2 separate regions of the Rattus norvegicus genome follow, and region 2 is linked to region 1. The links are chromatin contacts, called in public Hi-C maps. All regions are on one chromosome and are shown on one strand. The core of a region is the stretch at or near the end of the contact, and the rest is flanking DNA. Distances in the headings are between cores, read along the strand shown.

Evidence for each region. A called contact is a pair of places that touch in the nucleus more often than the background predicts.
Region 2: a contact with region 1 is called in a Hi-C map of the A7r5 cell line, with 2.8 times the contacts expected there. The contact joins the promoter of Wnt1 here to the enhancer-like site in region 1. A contact is called at or near these places in 2 of 12 Hi-C or Micro-C datasets (the A7r5 cell line and the Rat2 cell line).

Annotation. Positions count from the first base shown.
Region 1 is chr7:131,772,233-131,778,685 of GRCr8, forward strand. All of the region lies in intron 1 of Arf3 (ADP-ribosylation factor 3), which reads right to left. It also overlaps a transcript of Tuba1c not described here. Among named protein-coding and RNA genes, the nearest start is that of Arf3, 16 kb to the right of the region's middle. Within about 2 kb of position 2,374, at least 4 of the 93 cell types and tissues checked have an H3K27ac peak or open chromatin away from gene starts, as enhancers often do. A contact at or near this core is called in the A7r5 cell line, where this site is marked.
Region 2 is chr7:131,814,646-131,821,098 of GRCr8, forward strand. It overlaps Wnt1 (Wnt family member 1), which reads left to right and starts at 2,913. Exons shown (of 4, transcript NM_001105714.1): 1 at 2,913-3,349; 2 at 3,983-4,236; 3 at 4,877-5,142; 4 at 5,558-6,453. The coding sequence starts at 3,246. The coding sequence ends at 6,046. It also overlaps a transcript of Tuba1c not described here.

The sequences.
Region 1 (6,453 bases), core at 1,124-3,623:
TATCATGCAATGGTTCTGGGTGCCTTGGGAGCACGTGTCAGTGGGCAGGTTGTTCAGCGATCATAAGCCAGCTGTTGGCACTCTATTAGTCTGGAAACCAGCGACACACACACACCTCAAACCCAGAAGGCGAAGGGACAGGTCAGGACAGAGCACATCTAAACCCAGGAAAGTGAGAGGTGCATGGCAAAGAATCCTAGTTATGGGCTGGAGAGATGGCTCAGTGGTTAAAGCAATGACTGACCTTCCAGAGGTCCTAAGTTCAAATCCCAGCAACCACATGGTGGCTCACAACCATCTGTAATGGGATCTGATGCCCTCTTCTGGTGTGTCTGAAGACAGCTACTATGTACTTATACATAATAAATAAATAAATAAATAAATCTTAAAAAAGAAAAAAAAGAATCCTAGTTACAAAGTAAGTTGGAAGTCTAGTGGAAGTTTAGTCACTTTTTTGAAAACTTCTTCAGGCTTGTTTTTGTTCTGTTTTGTTTCCCCTATTCCTCTATAGCGAATTCCAGACTAGTGCACAGAAGTCAGATCAACAGCCCCTGGGGACTGACGTTCTAGGCTGTCTAAAAATAAAAAAGAACCGAGTGTAGCAGTGTTTCATCTTCAGGTATCCCCAGACTCCACTAATGAGCCAGGTGTGCCTCTCCCCGCTCTCCCAGATGAGCCTATCTCTGACCCACAAAGCTCACACCCCAGCAACAGGGCTTGTGTGGACTTTAGGACTCAATGTCAGCCCTGCTGCCCTTCCGGCCTCAACTCATCCAGTCAGGTCTAAGGCTCTTGCACATTCCTGAGGTGAGGGCAGGAAGGGGTAGAGGAGTGACAGGGACACTTGTGCAGCTACTAAGATCAGGCCATCCCAACCTCAGCGACCTATGGTAGTTGGTTTCCAGTCCCATGGCCTCCACAGTGAAAACCGTCTCTATGTTTCTGGGGATCAGTGAGATGGTATTAGTTGAAGATTTTATTGGGGTCCGGCAGAGACCTTAAACTTCCATCACATGCTTCTCACCGTCCTTCATGACCAAGCTAGCACTGATTACCTGATCACAGTGAGACCAGCAGCCAATACCCCTTGCTCGGAACCTCTAAATAACCCTCTGCTCTGCTTTGCTCAACTGTCACGCTGAAATTACAATTCAAAGCTGACCCTAACCTGCCACAGACACACAGTTCTGTGCAGCACCATGAGGCAGAAGCAGGATGAGGCGGAAGCAGAATGGCCTCGGGAGAAAGAGAAGCTGGCTGTACATCATCTGCCCTGCAAAGTCCCTGAAAGATGTGAACTTCTCATGCAGCACACGTTACCCTGTGACTTGCTTTCCTATTATCGGGTACATACTCAGCTCCCTAGTTAAGACGTGATCCCCTCTGCAAGGCCTATATCCTTTCTTTCCTCGGGCCTGTCTTCACTCCCATGACCAGATCACTGTGGATGATCCGGCATGCATACTGACTTGAGCTTCAACCAGAGATGTCCCTGTATCATTCTGTCCAGTGGGATTGGTATCTATGACTAATGTTAGTTGATCAATGTTCTGTATAGCTGGGCATGGTGATAGACACCTGTGATCCCAACAGTTAAGACCGGGAAGCAAGAGGATCAGAAGTTCAAGGCTACCCATGGCCATCTCTCAAGTCTGATGCCAGTCTGGGCTACAGGAGTTCTAGTTAATGTGGGTTGGGGCTTGAGGATGTGTCAAGAATGAACATCTTACCAAAGTCATACGCACTTCATCTCCATGTTCACTGCCTACTGTCACCACATACCCTAAATAAAGGCCAGCAGGAGGTGATCCCTCACCTTTAAGCCGCAGACAAAAGTCACAAAGCTACACTAAACCTGCTTTTCCAAAGCCAGCCCAGTCTCTTCCAAAGGCCCTGAGAGACACGAAGATGAGGCAGCCGGGAGGAAGAGGAAGAAGCTGATTATCGAAAGGATAGAAACAGATGTGGAGAAACTGAGGCACTAAGCAGACCAGTCACAGAGAGCGCTGAAGTGCTACAGAGGGCAACAGAAATGTGTGTGCAGGGGGCCTGCATTATGTATGTACACCATGTACATGCCTGATGATGCTGGAGGAGGGTATCAGATCCTGATGGTTCTAAGTCACCGTGTGGATGATGAGACCCAAACCCTAGTCCTCTGTAAAAACAGCACATGCTCTTCACTGCCACCTTTCTAGACCGGTGTGTACACTTTTTATAACTCTCTAGTGGCTATGCAGTTTGAAATGCTACCTTTTATCATTTTATAGAATATGGAGTTTGTTTCACTTTTAAGTTATATTATTAGCACACAGAAGATTTCTTTGTGGGCCAGCAAAGATGACTCAGCCAGGAATGGTGCCTGTTGCCTGATCCCGAGTTAGATTCCCAGGACCCACAGCAAAGGAAACACAGCTCCTGAAAATTCTGCTCTGACCACCTCACGTGTGCGGCAGCATGAGGAACCTACACACACACAAGTAAATGTGATTTTTAAAGGGGGTGTACTTCATTGTTCTAGAGAAACAAGTCATTAACAGAATGTCTCCCAAACTGGACTGACATAGGAGAAGCTCCTTTGTTTGCCAGTTCTGATGCTCTCCTCTCAGCTCCCGAGGAAGAGATTCCTGATGCTGACACAGGTAATAATCACCTTGGCTTTGTCTAGTAGGAACACTCAAAATCAATTTTCTTTCTCATCACTTTATGTGTATATGCACGTGGCAACACATGCACGCACACATGCACGCACACAGACACACACAGACACACAGACACACACACACACACACACACACACACACACACACACACACGTACATCAGAGACAACGAGGGAGCTGCTTCTCTCCTCTCACCATGTGGATTCCAGGAACCAAGCTCAGGCCTTCACACTTGGTGGCAAGCACCTTGACCTGCTGAGCTAGCTCAGTGACCCCTAAAAATTCATTTTTATGTCTTCTTCCTGTCCACCATCACCACAGACTTAATTTTTTAAAGCCAGAGACCTGGTAGATTGTGACCCAGTAAAAAATGGCTTTTGCCTTTATATATGTCAGGAGATCTGGGCAGGGCAGAGGCATCACTAACATGGTGGTTTCTTTTTTTTTTTTTTTTTTTTGGTTCTTTTTTTTCAGAGCTGGGGACCGAACCCAGGGCCTTGCGCTTCCTAGGCAAGCACTCTACCACTGAGCTAAATCCCCAGCCCAAAAATGGTGGTTTCTTACAAGGGCAACAGAGGGTGTGTGTGTGTGTGTGTGTGTGTGTGTGTGTGTGTGTGTGTGTGTATGTGTGTGTGCGCAATCACACTGGTTTACTAATGTTTAACCACATACTTTACAGAAATGGCAATCCTACTACAAACTTCTCTACTCAGAGTCACACAGACTTCCCTGGATGGCTTTTAGGAGTAAGAGACTATTTCATGTAACCGAAGCTCCTAGACTGCCTCAAAGTATCAGCTAGGGATGCCCTGTGATCCTCCTGTCTCCACTCTTCCCCCGTGCCAAGACTGTATGTGTTCGTACTACCACACCTAGTTCTAGGTGCTAGGAAAGTCCTCTCCCAAATCATACTAAACCCTACCCTTTCTTTCGGATTTTTGGTACTTTACAAGGAGGCTTAAAAATTCTGTACAGTTCATGACTGTCCCTCCTGAGATGACTATTCATTAAATATCTACCAGGGTAGTAGTTAAAACAGAAACTGAGTCAAGATGAAGACAGACTGTAGGAACATCTCTCTCTCTCTCTTTTTTTTTCCCCTGGAGCTGAGGACTGAACCCAGGGCCTTGGGCTTGCTAGTCAAGCGCTCTACCACTGAGCTAAATCCCTAACCCTAGGAACATCTCATAACAGAGCATCTCAATACCCTATTTTACTTTCAGAAATTTTTATTCATCAGAGGTAAAAATAATTAAGAGCTCTGAAATTGAATTCAGTCCCTGTGAAGCACAGCAAGCGTCCGGCCAAGCACAGTGACTAAGGGTCCTCCTCATCTGAGGGCCACGTGTACCCCGCCCCCACCCCGTTCCCAGGAAAGGCAGCTAGCTAGCGCTAGAGCTGGCTGTCAGCCATCTTGGCTGGTGTGCTTTGCCTCAACCTTCAGGGCAGTGTGATGGTCAAAAGCCCTGTCACACTCCTCCCATGTGATCGCAATGCTGGACCAAGCGTGTATCCTGAATGCTTCGGAGGGGAAGATGTTGGATCTGGCACCACCATCCTCTTCAGGGTCCCAAGGAAGGCAGAGGAACCTTTCAACCCTCACTGTCTGGCAAGGTAAGTAAAAGCAATGGTGTTCCCAGGTCATTTTCAAATTGAGGACTCTATACCTAAAGGGAATGGTATTTGAAACACAGATAACCACAAGACCAATAGTTTAGGGCACAGTAAGTCTGCATCAGTCTCCTGGACTAATGTGGCTGCTCACAGCAGGAATGTATTCTGTATTTGTTTGCTTTGAGACAGGGCCTATGTGGCTTACTATGTAGACCAGGCTGGCCCTCAGCTCACAGATCCTCTAGGCTCTGCGTTCTAAGTGCTGGGAACACAGCAGTTTGTTACCCAGATTTGCTGCAGTGTCCTGCGCCTTCATCTTTTTATCTCTTGGAGTCAGGATTTTACAATATAACCCTGGCTGGCCAGACACAGATCTGCCTGCCTCTGCCTCCCACATGCTAGGCTCAAAGTATGACCAACCATGTCTGAAGACATCTCTTTTTTTTTTCCTTTTTTCTTTTTTTCGGAGCTGGGGACCGAACCCAGGGCCTCAAGCGCTCTACCACTGAGCTAAATCCCCAACCCCAAGACATCTCTTTTTAAGTTTTATGTTTTGTCTCAAGAACACTTAAGTCAGAACACAAGTAAATTGTAGAATCTTGTGTCCCCTGAGTCATCAAGGGTGCACTGGACGGAAGAGGGCTGCTGTAGAGCTTACCCGGCACACAGAAAGTCTAGCTCAGTCCAGGACGCGCACACAGGGCGCTGTGGCCCACAACCACAGTCTCAGCACTTTAAAGATAGAGGCAGAGATATTCACAACTGTCTGCGAACTCCAGTTTCCGAGGACCCAATGCCCTCTTCTGGCTTCCACAGGCATTGCACACACGGTACACTTAAAAAGATGCAGGCAGGGGTTGGGGATTTAGCTCAGTGGTAGAGCGCTTGCCTAGGAAGCGCAAGGCCCTGGGTTGGGTCCCCAGCTCCGGAAAAAAGAACCAAAAAAAAAAAAAAAAAAAAAGATGCCGGCAAAATGTGCTCATTCACGGAAAAGAAGTTAAATCTTTTGCTGATAGCAAGAGGTAGCAGCAGAAGATAAGAGAGATTTGAAACAATAATGTGGATTCACTGGGCACAGGACTTGCAGAGACTGGAGGATCTGAGTTCAAACCCAGCCTGGTCTAGACAGCAAGATAGCCAGGGCCAAATAGAGAGATCCTGTCTGAGAAAAAGTAGAACTCATGGGGTTAATGATGAACTCCATAAAAGAACAGAAAAGTCAACGATAATTTGGAACGGGATGACAATTCTTCAGACAGGAAAAAGTGAGGAATACACCTGGTAAGGATAGGGAGGCTTGCTTTAAACTTAACACAGGTCTCTTTCTTCTATTCTATTTCTATGGGTGTGGGTGTAGGCGTGTGCATTTGAGTGACAGGGTAGTGGCCAGAAGAGGACATCGGATCCCCAGTGCTGGAGCCACGAGCTGCTGTAAGCTATCTGACTTTACTGCTCTAAGTGGGGTCCTCTGTAAGAGCAGTTTGTGTTTCTATTTTTGATGTGCAAAAATATGAAGTGCCATGGGCAGGGAGGACCGAGAACCTGGCAATCACCCATGCAAACAGTAACTGGTCCTTAAAAGGAGCAAGACAGCCTCAGACGACAAAGATTACTAGCTGCCTCTACCACAGCCTTTCTTTCCTCCCTTTCTTCTAAGCAAACCTCCATTTTGTTTAAAATTGCAGAGCACAGAGTACAAAGGTACATTTCAGCAAAGATTCTTCCTCAGCCTAGAGAATGAAACGACCTGGCTAAGATATGCAGGGCATTTGTTCACGTCTCTTGTCGGTGCAGGCTCACTGATGTCATGCAGAAACAGTCACCAGTGCAATGTGGAAAAGCCCTGGGAGCGTCTGAGAATGGTTTCTTCAACCTTTAACCTCTTGTCTAGCCTTCATTCGATCATACAAAGACGAGATGCTAAACCTGGGTGGCAGCTCACACCTGTGAGCTCAGCACTCCAGAGGCTGGGGCTGGAGGAATGCTGAGTGAAGAAGAGCCGGACCACGGAGACCCTGTCTCAAAGAAACGACCACAAAATCAGCACAGGACCCAAGTCAGAGCCCCAGAGCTCATTCAAAAACAGCCAGCTATGGTGGTTCACACTTGTAACCCCATGGTAAGAAAGCAGAGACAAGAAAGATTCCCTGGGGCTCACTGTCCTGTCTACACAGACT
Region 2 (6,453 bases), core at 1,663-4,162, 43 kb after region 1:
TTTTTTAAAGATTTATTTATTTTAAGTATGTGAGTACACTGTCACTGTCTTCAGACACACCCGAACACCCGAGGAGGACATTGGATCCCATTACAGATGGTTGTGAGCCACCATGTGGTTGCTGGGAATTGAACTCAGGACCTCTGGAAGAGCAGTCAGTGCTCTTAACTGCTGAGCCATCTCTCCAGCCCCATTAAAGAATTTTAAACGTTTACTTTATAGCTTTTAATTTATGTATGTGTGTATTCACATTTGCATGTAAATGCTCCTGGAGGAAGTTGGAGCAGGAGTTACAGGCATTTATAAGCTGACTGACCTGGGTCCTGGGATTTGAACTCAGGATCTCTGGAAGAGCAGCAAGTCCTCTTAACAAACGAACCATCTATCTGTCCAGTCTACATTTAAATTTTTTTCTTATTTACTTTTCCCCTATGTCTGCATGCATTGAACACTGTGTGCCTATGGAGGTCAGAGGTCAGTCTTCTCTCCTCCATCCAGTAGGGCTCAGGGACCAGGATCCTCAGGCTTGGCAGCAAGTACCTTTACCTACTCCCTCTTCCTCTTAGTCAGGGACTCTCTATGTAGTCCTGGCCACACTGGAACTTGCCATGTAGATCAGGCTAACCTCAAACTCACAGAGATCCATCTGCCTCTGCCTCTGCCTCTGCCTCTGCCTCTGCCTCTGCCTCTGCCTCTGCCTCTGCCTCTGCCTCTGCCTCTGCCTCTGCCTCTGCCTCTGCCTCTGCCTCTGCCTCTGCCTCTGCCTCTGCCTCTGCCTCTGCCTCTGCCTCTGCCTCTGCCTCTGCCTCTGCCTCCCTAGTGCTGGGATTGAAAGGTTGCATCACCACAGGTCTTAAGACCTTTTTGAGAGTGTCTCCAGAGGATAACCTTGAACTTCTGATCTTCCTGCTTCCTGAGGACTGGGGTTACAGCCATGTGCCACCAGTTCCTGGCTTTTGCAGTGCTGGGATCCAAACCAGGGCTTTATGAGGGCTAGGCAAACACTCTACCCGGGTTCCTGGGGATGTAACTTTAACATTGAGACATTTATAAGCTTGGACTTGGAAGCAATTGCCTGGCCAATGTTTCCTCTGTAAAATGGAGGGGAAATAGTAAGATCCTGGGGGAGGGGGTGCGTCTCTGTGTGGTAGTGGTGCACGATAACCAGGCTGGCAGCGCCCTCTGTGTCCCACATAGAGGACAGCAGCCTGATAATCCAAGTTGGGATCTAGAAGAAAGAATTTACAACGGAAGAGTTGAGGTTCTTTGGGTGAGAGTGGGGATACAATAGGATGTTGGGGACACTGTAGAAACCTGGAGAGGAAAAAAAATCCAACGAAGATCAGAAAACACATGGAGGCACAAATTTGTTAATCTTTTCAAAAATATTTTTAGGAGGTGTATTTTCTGTATGTGTGAGTGTTTTGCCTGGGTGTATGTGTATGCACCCATGCATGCTTGGTGCCAGTGGGGTTCAGATGGTTCCTGGAACTGGAGTTACAGGTGGCTTACAGCCACCAAATGGTGCTAAGAACAGAGTCTGGATCCTCTGGAAGAGCAGCCAGTGCTCTTTTTTTTTTTAAGATTTATTCATTTATTATATATAAGTACACTGTAGCTGTCTTCAGATACACCAGAACTCTTTACAGATGGCTGTGAGCCACCATATGGTTGCTGGGAATTGAACTCAGGACTTCTGGAAGAGCAGTTGGTGCTCTTAACCGCTGAGCCATCTCTCCAGCCCGCAGCAGCCAGTGCTCTTAACCACGGAGCCATCTCTCTATATACCCTCAATTTTGTTCATCTTGAGCTGGGCAGGTACAGTGGCATAGGCCTGTAATCCCAGCAGTCAGGTGACCATCACAGATTCTATGTATTAAATCTTTATGTTAGGTAGAGTCATACGGCAAGATCCAGTCACAAAACCCACAACAACAACAAAACCAAACCCAGCCAGCTTCTTCCTGAGGCTGTCCCATCCTTTCTGAGTCTAGTTGCCAGAGAAAGACTTGGCTCATCTTCACTACACGACTCTCTCCACTAAGGACAAGCACAGGTTGACTCAGCATGCCATAGGGTGACACAAGGTACCCAGAATGACAGAATGACACCTACCAGTGCACATGGTTAATCACACACACACACTCATGCACCCACCTGCAAACACAATTCCTCAGCCTTCTGGACCTCTCCTGTCATAGACCCCACCTCCTTCCTGATACACTGCTTTAAGTGGTAACTGTAACAAAATGACTTCATGCTCTCCCTGTCCTGAGCCAAATTACACAATTATTTGGAAAGGGCTCAAAACGTCCTTCTTTACAAGTTTCTGGATACACCAATACACAGGAGCATGCACCCTCAGAACACATGTATGTTTTCGCTTAATCTCGCGGGTGACTCCCAGATGCTTGCACTCCCCTAGCCCACATAGGCAAACTGCTGCGTGCCTCTGAGTTTCTCTCTGCCACCAGCTCGGTTTGCTCAGCCTACCCCTACACCCCACGCCCGGGAATCCCTGACCACAACTCCACCCATGCTCTGTCTCCTTCTTTTCCTTCTCTGTCCAGCCGTCGGGGTTCCTGGGTGAGGAAGCGTCTCCACAGAGTCGCTGGCTAGAACCACAACTTTCATCCTGCCATTCAGGATAGGGAAGAGAAGGGACCACAGCGTGGGGGGCAGGCGCGTTGGGGGGGGGGCAATCCAGGCTGCAAACAGGTTGTCCTCGGCATATTGTCTCCGCGCCCCCTGGCGGATGCCGGTCCCCTACGGGCTCCCGACGCGCAGAAGAGTGAGGCCGGCGCGCGTGGGAGGCCATCCCAAGGGGAGGGGTCGGCGGCCAGTGCAGACCTGGAGGCGGGGGCCACCAGGCAGGGGGCGGGGGTGAGCCCCGACGGCTAGCCTGTCAGCTCTTTGCTCAGACCGGCTAGAGCCACAGCTTCGCTCGCTACTCATTGTCTGTGGCCCTGACCAGTGCGCCCTGGTGCTTTAGTGCGGCCCGGAGGGGCAGCCTCTTCTCACTGCAGTCAGCGCCGCAACTATAAGAGGCGGTGCCTCCTGCAGCGGCTGCTTCAGCCCACCAGCCGGGACAGCGAACCATGCTGCCTGCGGCCCGCCTCCAGACTTTCTAGAGCCAGCCTGAGAATACTCACCACTGCCCTCACCGCTGTGTCCAGTCCCACCGTCGCGGGGAGCAACCAAAGTCGCCAGAACCGCAGCACAGAACCAGCAAGGCCAGGCAGGCCATGGGGCTCTGGGCGCTGCTGCCCAGCTGGGTTTCTGCTACGTTGCTACTGGCACTGACCGCTCTGCCCGCAGCCCTGGGCGCCAACAGTAGTGGCCGATGGTGGTAAGTGAGCTGGTACGGGGTCGCCACTTGTCCTGGGGCAAAGAGCCAGGAACGGGCCCTACCCAGCTCCCACGCTGTGGGGATCACCAACCTACAGACTCCCTCCTGTCCTGTGACTTCATATCCAGGGTGCTCTCACCTAGAACTAGCCCAAAGACAGAAGCTCTGCTGGAGTGGGGCAAATCACTTGCATGCAAAAGGCCAGCTACACCAGGCTCAGAGACCATCCCCGTTTAACACTTCCCCGCTATGGCGGAGCAACAGGTCTTAACCTCGCTGCGGTGGGTGCTCAGGTGTCCCTCAAGTCTCGAACCAAAAAACTAGATATTAGCTTTGAAAAGAGGTGAGAAGGGAGTGGACTTCCTAAGTACATCAAGGCGGGCAAGGCTGCAGGTGGGATTTCCCCTCAGAGGCTGACCTGAAGAAGAGAGGGAGAGCTAGGGTAGGATGCCTTTCCTGTTCACTCACTAGACTCAGAGCTCCTGGAGCTCAGCTCCACCACACTCAAGAAGCTATAATCGATCCTCTGCTGCTCTCTCTAGGCCATGGGGCCAGGCAAGGGCAGGGTGGTACGGCCTGTATGGTTAAGATGCAGGCCCCTTCCCTGTACTGAACCCGTATGCGTCCCACCAGGGGCATCGTGAACATAGCCTCCTCCACGAACCTGCTGACAGATTCCAAGAGTCTACAGCTGGTGCTAGAGCCCAGCCTGCAGCTACTGAGCCGCAAGCAGCGACGACTGATCCGACAGAACCCGGGGATCCTGCACAGCGTGAGCGGAGGGCTGCAGAGCGCCGTTCGAGAGTGCAAGTGGCAATTCCGAAACCGCCGCTGGAACTGCCCCACTGCTCCCGGGCCCCACCTCTTCGGCAAGATCGTCAACCGAGGTGGGTGCCCAGGAAAGCGACGCTTCCGGGATTAAGGGAAAAGCAGGGTCAGCTCCAGGGCATGGGCGGGCGAATGCAGGGAAGACGTCCCAGGGTTCTGTGATCAAACTGCGGGTCGTCTGGTGCCGGGCGCTAACACAGGGCAGCACCGGGTTCTTTCCAGCCATGCGTTTTGAGCATGATCTTTTAACGTTCCTGAGCCACTGACCCACAGAAAGGGAATTCCGGATCGTGGGCGCTGGGCGACAGCAGACTTTCTCTAGCCTTTCTAGTGCCTGGGAAGCTGGTCTCTGAGGGCTAGGGTTGTGCTTCGCACCCAGCAAAGTTTGCACTGCCAATACTAGTTTGGTCTGGCAGAGCGATCTGAGCTATGTGGAGTTGTTCTACTTGGGATCTACTCTTGGAGCTGTCCCGCCAAGGCTCTAGAGTCTCAGTGAAGTATGGTGAGGAGATTATTCGTGGTTCGCGCACACGCACCTGCTCTCCCTATGAGACCTGGAGATCAGTTTTTCACCCCCTGGGTCTGCTGGGTAGTCGGAACTCGAAGGGAGTTGGACTGTAGGGTACCAAGCCTTCCAAAAAGAGTGCTGACTTGGCCCCACGGGTTCTCTCAACTGGTGTGGGGTCGCTTCACCCATAGGCTGCCGAGAAACAGCGTTTATCTTCGCAATCACCTCCGCCGGGGTCACACATTCTGTGGCGCGCTCCTGCTCCGAAGGCTCCATCGAATCCTGCACCTGCGACTACAGGCGGCGCGGTCCTGGGGGCCCCGACTGGCACTGGGGGGGTTGCAGCGACAACATCGATTTCGGTCGCCTCTTCGGCCGAGAGTTCGTGGACTCTGGGGAGAAGGGGCGGGACCTACGCTTCCTCATGAACCTTCACAATAACGAGGCAGGGCGCACGGTACGTCCTGAGCCAGTGGCAGAGAAGTAACGGTCCACAAGGACGGAGGCACAGGGAAGGGTCTTCCCGAGGGAGTGGGACTCTAGGAGGGAAGACAGACAAGGGGTGGTGACTGAGGACAAAGGGATTCCTGAGCTGGTGACAGAACAGAAGAGGTTAGCGGGCTATCAACACGTGGGATGTATTGTCACCTCCATTGCTCACTTGAGCTGGTGTGGCAGAGTCTGGCCATATCTCAGCGGGCCATTGTGCACTTCCTCTCTCCTGAGCTTAGTCACGCCTGGACCTTGGCTGAGGTTTCCACAACATCCACATGACCCGAGTGGGGTCGGGGTGGGGACGTATGGGTGGTGGTTTGTGGGACGTTGGCTTTGACCTTTTCCTTCCCTCTTTCCATCGTCTTCTCCTCCCCCAGACCGTGTTCTCTGAGATGCGCCAAGAGTGCAAATGCCACGGGATGTCCGGTTCCTGCACCGTGCGCACGTGTTGGATGCGGCTGCCCACACTGCGCGCTGTGGGCGACGTGCTGCGCGACCGCTTCGACGGCGCCTCCCGCGTCCTTTACGGCAACCGAGGCAACAACCGCGCTTCGCGGGCGGAGCTGCTGCGCCTGGAGCCCGAAGACCCTGCGCACAAGCCGCCCTCCCCTCACGACCTGGTCTACTTCGAGAAATCGCCCAACTTCTGCACGTACAGTGGACGCCTGGGCACAGCTGGCACAGCTGGGCGAGCTTGCAACAGCTCATCTCCAGCGCTGGACGGCTGCGAGCTGCTGTGCTGTGGCCGAGGCCATCGCACGCGCACGCAGCGCGTCACCGAGCGCTGCAACTGCACCTTCCACTGGTGCTGCCACGTCAGCTGCCGCAACTGCACGCACACGCGCGTACTGCACGAGTGTCTATGAGGCGCTGCGCCTCCGGGAACGCTCTCTTCCAGTTCTCCTCAGACAAACTCGCTGGCTCTGATGTTCGCCCACCCTAGCGCGTACAGCCACAGTCCCGAGGTTCACAGTGACCCATCTCTCCCACCTCCTACCTGGGGACTCCTAAAACCACTTGCCTGAGGCAGCTCGAACCCTTTTGCCATCCTGCGGGCCCTGCCCAAGCCTACCTCCCTCCCTCTTCTCGGGAGACCCCTTTTGCACTGCCCCCCCAATTTGGCCAGAGGGTGAGAGGGAAATTCTTCTTGGGTGTGGGTGGTGGTGGTGGGTCAGCTTGTGAAGGCGTTGCTGTCCCTGTGGTATTGTGCCCCCTCTCCCCGTGACCTCTCTGTGTATCACCTTCCGGTTTTCTCTCCGTGTCCCTATAGGTC